Regions from separate parts of the Canis lupus genome. Here region 2 is linked to region 1. The links are chromatin contacts, called in public Hi-C maps. All regions are on one chromosome and are shown on one strand. Each heading gives the region's core, a stretch centred on a gene start, on an enhancer-like site or on the middle of the called end of the contact. The rest is flanking DNA. Distances are from core to core; before and after follow the strand shown. Region 1 has its middle 49 kb from the start of RYK. Region 2 overlaps AMOTL2 (angiomotin-like protein 2).

Region 1 (5,087 bases), core at 1,516-4,015:
GCCCCCATTGACTGGTGATTCTGAAGCACACTCACATTTAAGAACTATTACTTTATATAATGATACTTTGGGAAACTATAGTTTTTCTTTCCTTTTTTTTTTTTAAAGATTTTATTTATTTATTCATGAGAGACACACAGAGAGGGGCAGAGACATAGACAGAGGGAGAAGCAGGCTTCATGCAGGGAGCCTGATGTGGAACTCGATCCCAGGACCTCAGGATCATGTCCTGAGTGGAAGGCAGATGCTGAACCGCTAAGCCACCCAGGCATCCCTGGGAAACTATAGATTTTCAAAGAGTTTACTTCAACTCATTTTCCTTAATATGGGAACAGGTAGGGCCTGGTAGCCTTCTATTGATTTTAAGCACAAAAATGGAGTGGGACTCAGAGAGGGATCAGCCATTTAACTAAGTGTCCCAGAGCATTTACAGCAGATGGGAGCTGGCCCTCCCTACCCAGGTTTGCCACACATGCTGGACACATAGGTTGTGGGGAAGGAGATGACAATCGACACATCAGTGAAGAGGGCCCTGGCTTGCAGTAGCTCCATGGCAAGGGGGTAAATTTCTGAAGCAAATTCATCGCTGAGACCAGTTCCCTGCTTGAGCCCAGTGGAGATTATAATTCCACTCATCGTTACCCAGTGATCTCAGAACTCAAGGTTTGAAGGCTAGCCAATCTAACCACATGCCTAGCACAATCCATGGAGACTTTTTAGTGAAAAATCAGCACAATGGCATGTTGGCCTCAGAATACTAAAGAGGACTGCCGAGTATAGGCAATAGAGTTCCTTCTTCCAGCAGAGCCTTCCTCCTGCCCCCCACATCCTCTGGCCAGTTCCAGCTCTTTCAGGACTTCACCACAGAACAGCCCCTTCTAGAAGACCCATCGTGCCCACACTGCCCTAGCCTGGCTGGGCACCCCTTCTCAGTCCTCCCACAGCACCCTGGGCCTGCCTCTATCTTTTTGCTTATCATGCTGCATTATGGAGGCCAGGTTGGGTGTCTGCCTCCCCTAGTGGGCAATGTCTTGGGGATGGTAAGGCCTAGTTCAGCAAGTGTCTGTAAAAGGAATATGCTCATCATAGGGGCTTCTCTTCAGCTAACTTGAGTCGTTATCACCTCCAGCACCCTCAGACCCCACTGAGACAGAGCCCTGGCACTGCCATTTGATGAACTGCCACAGTGGTGTGAAATGTCTAGAATGTCCATTGTCTGTGTCGTGGGGAAGAGACATACCTACAGCCAGGGCTGCAAGCTCAAACCATCACTGCTTGCCGCCTTGTCACTGTGGGCCTGTCTCCAGCTGTTGCCAGTAGGAGGAATGCTAGCCCTGCCAGGTAGAAAGGGACCGCTGTGTTTTCCTCCTCTTAGAGTCTGAGAAACCAACCAAGCAAGGTTAGCCAGCTCTCAAGCCTGCCACCAGTCTAGCTCTCCTGACTCCCCACCCTTTCCCGCAGCTCAGACAAATGAGAGTTCAGTTTCTGCTTTCCCACCTTTCCTGGCAACATTCACAGCCCTCCCTGATGGTGAGCAATGCAAGTTCCAGGCATGCCTTGCTTCATTGCTGGCTTCCCAGGTGTCACTTTAACCACAGGGTGAAGTCCCTAACTGGTGGTGGTGGGATGATAAACATGCAAATTTTCTATAGGCAAACAGTGTTAGGCTGTGGTTTCTTTCCCACTAGGAAAGATCTACATCAACAAACAGAAAACGGGGGAAAGCCCCCGTCTTCCCAGCACTGTCCAACATTCCTGTTTACTGCAGGTACCTGGGGACCTGCCTGTCCCCTCATGCAGACGTAAGTAAACAGTATACCCTCCTCTCCTTCGAGTTCCTGGAAGGTGGAAGAGCCTTAAACAGAATAGCTTGGCCCTGGTCTGGGTAAAAACACTTCTTAGTTACTGTATCAGTGATGTTTAGCGTTGGTGCAATTGTATGAATGCTGTGATGCGAGGGGTTTCTACACCATGGTGGAAACCGTCACCCCAGCGGGGCTTTCAATTTTCTTGGGCTTCACCTGGCATCAGTAGCAGTGATGTCCCTCGCTAAGGGACAATGCTGCTGCTGCTGCTGCTGCTGCTTTTCTCCAGTGGGTGCTGATATGCAGACCTCTAGATTTGCTTGGCCCATTTTTTCAGTGTCCACCTAGAGCCAGTGTCACGGGGTCTAAGAGATGGGTTGCACTTCCTTCCCCTAAGCCCTCCTCAGAGCTGCGGGAAAAGCCACTGTGTGGGCCCAGGGTAACAGGCCCAGGATGAGTCCTGCAGCTCCTTCATCTAGGTCCCTGGCCCCAAGGTGTCTGTGGGTAGGACATGACGGACAAAGGGTGGGGGTGGGGGTGGGGGTGGGAGTGGGGGGTGGGGGTGGGGGTGGGGCTCCTACAGAGGTGCCAGAGCACTGGAGAAGGTCAAGGACAGCAACTTGGGTATAGGATGGGAAGCCAGGAGAGGAAGCAGTCTCGTAGTTGGGACTTTGCGGTTAGGGCCCTGGGGAGCCGCTGTTTTTCACCTGCTTTGACTGGCAACAAGTAACAAAACCCCCAAACAATAGCGGAGTAGCGGGGTTGCTGAAATGGAAGTAACAAAGGGCGCGCTGGAGTCCTAATATAGTGCCCGGAAGGTGGGAGCTTCCCGGGGAAGAGGAAGGAGGGCATTGTCAGACCCACCAGGGCCGGCTGCGTGCCGCCCGCCCCAGAGCCGGGGAGGAAGCGCGGGGCGCGGGAGCAGCCGCCGGGACCGCGGGGGGTGGGGGCGCCGGCTCGCCTCCCGCTGCCCCGCCGTCAGGGGGCGTCCGCACCCGCAGGGGCCCCGCGTGCGGGCGGGCCCGGACCTGGTGGGCGTGGCCTGGGCGTGGCCGAGGTGGGGCCGGACCGGGGTGGGCGTGGCCTGGGGCGTGGCCGAGGTGGAGCCGGGGCGGGGCCTGGGCGGGGGCGGGGCCTGGGCGGGGGCCGAGGTGGAGCCGGGGGCGGGGCCTAGGTGGGCTGGGCGGGGCCTGGCGGGGTCGGGGCCCGGGCGGGGTCCTGGCGGCGCTCCCGTAGCGGCCGAGGAATGCGGCCTTTGGCTCGTCCCCTGCCCGCATTCCGGCGGGCGCTGGAATGTGAACAGCGTGTTCGCTACGCGCCCTGAACGCACAAGTCCCGTCCCCTCCCGTCGGAGAACGCCAGGCAGCGGCTCCTGGGGAGAAAGGCCCCCCTCTGCCACCGCACAGAGCCGGCGGCCCGTCCCGGCGGAGGCCCTGGGCAGGGGCGCTTTGAGGCCACGTGTCGTTTAGAAAAGGAGTCCCCGACCCTCTCTACCGCCAGCCTTAAGGGGCCCAGAACTGAGACTCTAAGATGTGTTTAGGGCACACTGCGGATGGCAAGACCTGGGCAGAGGAAGGAAAAGCAGATGATCCCGTCTGGAAGTGACCGAATATGCAAGAGTGAGGATTTCATTCATTCAAAAAATATTTAGTGAGTCTCTGCACTGTGCTTGTCCCTGAGCTAAATTCTGGGGACACACAGGTGAATAAGGCATCCCCTGACTTCGAGGAGCTGACATTCTGATCTTGGAGACAGCTGCTGAAACACCCAGAGGGAGCAAGGAAGCCCAGGGGAACACAGGAATAACCCAGACTGGGGTGAAGACTCAGGAGGCCTTCCCAGGGGAAGCTGCAAAAGCACCTGAAAGGCCAATAGGTGTTAGCTCTAAAGAGGGTAAAGAGGCTTGTGTGTGGAGGCCAAGGGAGCAGAGTGGCTCCCAGGCTGACTCTGGGCTTGCCCTCCCTGGAAGTACCTGCCAGGTGGTCAACTGAGTCACAGCTAGGCTCAGAGTGTCCACCTCAGTCTACACGATGTTGGTTGGTTTATGAGGCCCATTCTGCAGGAGGCCCAGTAGCTTGCCTAGGAGAAGTGTGAAGAGGATTGGGACTCCACGTGCTGCCTTGGAGTATCCTGGAGACAGAGAGATAAGGCACCTAAAGCATCCCACACGAAGCTTAGTACCTCATAGGTGCTCAGTAAATATTGACCGGTCTTTCAACACTTGCTTGATTCGCTGACTCCTTCTCTTCCCTTCAAGGCAAACATTTCTGGCTCTGAAAAGGGCAGTGGTCCTCTGGCCCTTCATCACTGAGGAGGTACTGAGCCAAGGGGTGGACACAGTAGGTCTGGTGAGGGGAACTTCCTGTCTTCTTGTCCTTGCCTGGTTGAGGAGGGGGAGCATGCAGAAGATAAGACAAGTGTGGCCAGTCATGATGGAGGCCCCAGAATATATCTGGGGAAACTGGTACTGCAGGTGTGGAGGGCTGGGAGCAGAGAAGGGCCTCCCCTGGAGGTGCAGTGTGGGAAGGTGACCCTTGGCTGCGGATAGGATGAACAAAGCAAGGAGGGTCAGGGCCAGGAAGGCTGGACTTGGGCAGCAGTCCAGGGAAGGAGTGATAAAGCCTGATAGGAGCCGAAGGGGGGAGGACAGAAAGCAGAGCTGGGAGATAGAGACTGAGGAGGTGGATGAGATATGACTTTCAGTTGCCGGGCTGCAGGGTGCGGCCAGGGCTCCAGAGCCACTGCTAGATCTTCACCTGGGATGGGTCAGTATGGATCTGCGTGCACATGGGAGGCTGCAGGGGATCGTAGCCTGTACGTCCCAAACATCCCTGAGCGATAGAACAGGAATGTTTACTCGCAGAAATTCCTTATCGGGCCCCCCTCCCAGGATTGCCCTGGGACCTAAATTCTTCTGTACAGAGGAAAAGTGCAGGCCTTGGAATGGCCTCTGCAGCATTGTTCCTTGGCAAACACAGGAAGATGGGTTTCCTTTGGCTTTGTGGTGCTGACATCTGAATCCGGACCTCTTCCCCAGGCTTTGGGGTGGGGGCAGGGAGGCAGAGGGCCAGGCCAACCGTGGAAAATAAATAGCCACCTCTGCTCCTCTGACTTATTTCATGTTCTTAGAATTTCCTCTCTTGGATTCTGGCTTTGTTATTTTAGAATTCCGTGCATTAGTTAGGGCTGGGAAAATCCCTTATTGCCGTTGCTGTGGAGAGGCAGCTCTACACTGGAGCACAGTCCTGGTGCCCCAAGAGAAGTGGCCCAGCCAGTGGGCCT
Region 2 (5,087 bases), core at 1,213-3,712, 52 kb after region 1:
GCCAGTGGGGACTTCCCAGTCACTAGTCTCCAAGGCCAGGGACGCCTTGGTTCCCTTGAATCTGTGGTGAGAAGACCCTGCTCCTTTCTCAAGCTTGACCTTCCTACCCTGGTACATCCCCCGCCCCCGGGCCTGCTCCCACCCTCTGCCCAATGCCCAGAAGGGGACTTAGCGTAGTTCTGCTAATGAACAAATGACTGACTGACTGACTAGACTAGTCAACAGTGAATTCACCCACTCTCTTTCAGAAGACTTCCACCACCCGTGTAAGAGGAGTTCCCCAAACTCCTTCTTCAGACTGCTGGTTAAGCTCCAGGAATCCAGTTTTGGTTGTCTGCGGGTACCTGGCCACCGGTTATGGCTCAGTTTCTCACATTCCAATCAGGCACCCCAGTTTCTCACATTCCAATCAGGCACCCCTAACCTTTCTGCTGCCTAGGACTCCCTGAGAGAACTCAATATTCCTTCTCTCTGCTCCCACTTGCCTCCAGGGCTATCTGGACTCCGCCACTGCCCACTGCCCCTCTAGCTCCGAAGGAGACGGTACTGAAACAGCACCACAGCTCAGCAAATCACTGCGCCCCGGCTGTCCCTCTTGTAGCCACTGACCTCGCCAATAAGAGAGAACCAGATCTTGTTCCTTGGAAGCCACCCCTCCCAGCAGGACAGTCCAGTGCATAGTAGGCATTCAGTAATCCCGGGCTCGAAGCACTGCTTTGACAGGCCGGAGGGCCGATCCTCCACGTCCAAAGTCACCGTCCCAGTGTCACCACCCACATAACTGTATGGGCATCTGAGCGTGAGCCCTACTCACTCTGAGCAAGCAGCTTGGCCACCATGTCCTGACTGCCTGCCTGGGCCTCCTGTGTCTTGCTTGCCAAGCGGCGGTTCGCAGATTCCAATCTCTCTGTTTAAATGAAGGAAAAATGTTTTAAGAAAAAATATTTGAGTATCAGGTGCCCGCCTGTGGGGTTGCACCGTCTAAACCGGGGATGGGCTGATAGGGAAGCCCTGGGTGTGCTCAGGGCCTAAGGAGGAGGGAGCACTCTGGGCCACAAAGGTGAGGAGGTCCCATGGGTGGCCCCAAGGGGTAGCACAGAGACAAGCATGCCCCCTGTCAAGGCGGCCCCCAAGGAGTTTCAGCCTGGCCCCCTTTGAGTCAATTTACACAACTTCTCTTTTCAAGCCTTCCGCAGGTGCTCACCACCCCCTCACCTCGGGCGACCTCTCTCACCTCTCAGATCCCTGTTGAAGTCCTGCAGCCTCCTCATTTCACTATCCATTTTGTTCCTCATGGTCTTTTCCAGGGCCTCCCGCTTGGAAGAGGCTCTCATTAGGCTCTCGTGGGCCTCAGAGAGCCGCTGGATTTCACCTTCCAGCTGCAAGAAGCAGACAGGAGAGCTGAAGGAAGGGGAGAGATCCCTGTGTGGCCTCAGGGTCCCCTCCACAGGCCCAGGCTGCTCTCTGACTCTCCATCAGAAAGGATGAGAGAGGACAGGATAAAAGGCAACAGCAAAAAATCCAAGTGGTTAGAGTGGGACGGTCAGAAGCTTGTGGCCTCCAGATTTGAATCAGATGCTAGAACCAGCAAGCAGGGGTCCCCTCAATTGTGCCAGGGCCCCAGTGCTGAGTGAACCCAGGGCCAGGTACCCTGGAAGGGGCTGCCTCTGACTGACCAAGCATAGCTTTCCCGCACCCAATGTCCAGAAAGCAGCATTTTACTTTTGTCCAGTTTCTACTGAGAATCTGAGCACTGTGGGCCAGGAGTGGGCACAAAAAGACTCCAGCCACGTTCTAGGGGCCAGAAGAGCTCAAACCACAGGACAGCCATAGGAGGCCCGAGGCCACCTGTCAGAACTGAACGCACAGCTGGCAAACCTCCTCTAAAGAACAGGGTGCTGGCCCCTGGGCTGAGCTGCCTCCTCTCTGGAGCGTTTCCTCCTCTGGCCATCCCCGTGTACCGCAGAGGGCCAGCCTGGCCCCAGCTGCCCCTCCCACTTGGCTGCTGGCAGGTTCCGCACGTGCTCCGAGCTGGCCTGTGATTCCAATAAGTAGCTCGTTTTTTCCAAGAGGAGGGGCTTTCTTTCTGGCCAGGGCTGGCCCAGAACAGACTTGCTGTTGTGTGCGGGACACAAAGGGCTCTCTGTGGGAGGTGTCCACAGGAGGGGGTGTGTGCAGGGGAAGGGTGTGCAGCGAGCTGGTGAATGGGCTCTTTCTAATCACCACTGGCCAGCAACTGCTCACACTCCAGGCCTGCTCTGCTGGCCTTGAGGCTGCTCCCCAGCTGTCTAGAGTCAGTGAGGGAGGGAGGAGAAAGGATATGGGGGTAGAGAGCAGGCCCCCGCCCTCTGAGGCCCCAGCAGGGCCTACCTTCTCGATGCGGCCAGCCTTCTCCGCTGAGCTCTCCAGCTCCCTCTGCAGCCTCTCATTGTCCCTCTGAAGCCTGGCATTCTCCCTCAGCAGAGTCTCCATCTGGGCCAGGTGGGCACTGCCAGAGGGGGCCGAGGAGGTCTGGGTGCTAGCCGGCCCCTCCACCTCAGGTGGGCTGAGGGCGCCTAGGGGGCCATGGCTAAGAACAGCTGGGTGTGGTGGCAGGGGGTGCTCCTGGGGCTGCTGTAAGTACTGGTACTGCTGTTGCTGCTGGAGAAACACAGGGGGCACTTGGGCCTGCAGGATCCTGGGGAACAGAAGAGATGGTGCTCAGAGACTATGCAGGCCCTTGTGGCTCCCACCCCTGAGCAGCCTTGGGTGGGCCCAGCCCTCCTGGCATACTGGCAAGTCTCCACACAACAGGAGGCAGTGTCCAGTGGGGAAGGCTCTATCCGAGACCCTGAAGGGCCAAGGGAGTGGGGCTAGTGGGGGTTAACATCAGGATGCTTGTTTCATGTCCAGCCTCACTGTGGCCAAGGCCTTGGGGATCAGCCTGAGTAGTCCTGGACCTTGTACACAGCCTTCCAGGACTCTGGGCCACTTCCTGCGTCTGTTATAAGCCTCTTCTGCTAGTATTTGCCAGTGTAGCACACTCACATTTTCTACTCCCTATTTTGGGTCTCGTCACCCGTTGCAGAAACATTTTTGTGAATCCCCGTGGCTCAGGGCAGAGTGTAGATAGATATTGGCATAAGGGTCTGAGCTCCAAAGTCTGACAAAATAGGAATTCAAATCCCCATGGTGCAGGCTCTGCTAAATCATGAGGATGAGTGTTTCCAGCCTCGAGGGGCTGGCCAGGCCTACACAGGGCCTGATGGGATGCTGGGCCTACAGCGCGTGCTCCCACAATGGTGGTCCATCTTCTACCTCTCCTAGTGGTAACTGCAACATACTGTCTGCTTAAAGAGTAAACGTGGCCCACACACTGGATTTTCTTAGGTGTAGGGGCCACCTCTGGACCACTGCAATAGCCTGAGTGGAGGGACAATGTTCCACTGGCCTCTAGCAGTGCTGTAATGTCACCCTCAGCCCCATTAAGGGAAGGAGCAAAGAGCAAGAGGCATGGGTGTCAAGGCTGGTCACACGGCCTTTCCGGGGTCTTGTGACTCCAAGTGTGAAAGAACAAACTGCCTCAGTTACGCCAGGAGCTTTCCAGAAGCTTCATGAGAGTTGAATTCCACTTGTAGGTCCATCACCTCAGCATTCAGGCCCTCCATCCCCCTCACAGCCTCCTCTCCCCTGCTCCCCTTAGGACCCTGGGCTAAAAGAAAAGTCTCGCCCCAAGTTCCCAATGAACAATCCTTGTGTGACCAGCTGAAAGGAAAGGCTGGGCAGATCTATTTGTCTTATTGCCTAAGGCAGAGCTTCCAGTGAGGGCTGAGCAGAGGGTCCCCACTGGAATGTGCAAGCTCTCGGTGCACTGCTAAATGTGGCATTCTCAGGGTTGCTTCACGAACTTTCTCCCCCCTGCACCGGGCCAGGCAGACACAACTGGCATTCTTGGGGGATGACTTAGCTCTGAGAAAGAATAGAGTCTCCTTTCCTTTCACACTTGCTCTCCCTTCCCTGTCCTGCTCCTCCCCCGCCCTCCCTGTTTTGTTCTCCTGTGGTCTACTTCCTTTCCACGATATTATCTTTTCCTGACAGGGTTCAATAAGGCTGCTCCAAAAGAAGAAACCCGCGACTCAGCTTCCGAAACTCTCCCTGACCAAGCCCTGAGAGAGGAGATAAGGTGGGGGGCACGAGCGGTGGAGGATGGAGAAAACCCACAAGGCCCCGTCCTCTGGTTCCCCCATGCCAACACCATGGCGTCACTCATTTCTCGAGAGCAAGGAAAGGCATCTATCCCAGGAAAAGGCCAAATGGTGGGAAAGCGGGTGACTAAATGAAGACTCAGCAAGCATGAAGAGGACCAGACTTCGGCCTTGAGCTTCCAAGGAAAGGAGTCTGCAACTCCGCAGGCCCCTCTGGTGGGGTTTCCTGGGCCAGCCCGGGGGGAGGTGCGGTGTGTGAAATGATCGGTGTCCCTGCTTCTCGGAAGGGGCCGGGCCGAGTGAGAAGCCAGGGGCAGAGCCTCATTTCTAGGAACCAGTATTTCTGCAAACTATCCGGGGTTTCTGTCCCCTCCTTGCACCCTTTGCCCTTAGAATCCATTCTCTCTACGTGCTTCCCGGGGGGACCTTTTTAAAGAGGTGAGCCAAATCCCATCCTCTAAAGGCTTCCCTTCACATTCAGGTTCAAAGTCCACATTCCCCAGCAGCCCTTTCCAAGGCTCCACAGAAAGGGGCTTGCCAGGACCCCAAGTCCTCTCCTGCTAGGAGCTCCAGCCACCTGGAGCACAGGGAAAACGTGAAAGGAAACGCAGAGTAGTAGGAGGGTGGCTCCTGCCCTGGTGTAGGCCAGGGAGAGGTCTCGGAGGAGGCCATCTGGTCCTTCCTGCCTCCAGTTAGGAATGCCTCCCACTCATCACAGAAGGCAGACTGTCCCGTTGGTCTTAAAGGTCTCCAGAGAAGGAGGTCCCATGTCCTGCCAACTCAGCTTGGAAACCGTTTGGCAAGGATTCCCAACCCTTGTCTTTAGCAAGTTCTTTCGAAAACCTAACCTTTAACCCCCTGCTGTAAGCGGTACCCCCGGGAACCCTAGTTACTTGACTGCTA

The links. Hi-C and Micro-C count contacts between places; a contact is called where the count stands out from the background.
Region 2: a Hi-C map of tumor fibroblasts shows a contact between it and region 1, with 5 times the contacts expected there. The contact joins two enhancer-like sites. A contact is called at or near these places in 3 of 9 Hi-C or Micro-C datasets (amygdala, skin fibroblasts and tumor fibroblasts).

The regions. Positions count from the first base shown.
Region 1 is chr23:31,623,111-31,628,197 of UU_Cfam_GSD_1.0, forward strand. No RefSeq gene overlaps it. Among named protein-coding and RNA genes, the nearest start is that of RYK, 49 kb to the left of the region's middle. Within about 2 kb of position 2,766, at least 14 of the 20 cell types and tissues checked have an H3K27ac peak or open chromatin away from gene starts, as enhancers often do.
Region 2 is chr23:31,675,454-31,680,540 of UU_Cfam_GSD_1.0, forward strand. AMOTL2 (angiomotin-like protein 2) reads right to left here. Exons shown (of 10, transcript XM_038570932.1): 3 at 2,371-2,677; 4 at 1,235-1,379; 5 at 815-907. Among named protein-coding and RNA genes, the nearest start is that of AMOTL2, 6.3 kb to the right of the region's middle. Within about 2 kb of position 2,463, at least 7 of the 20 cell types and tissues checked have an H3K27ac peak or open chromatin away from gene starts, as enhancers often do.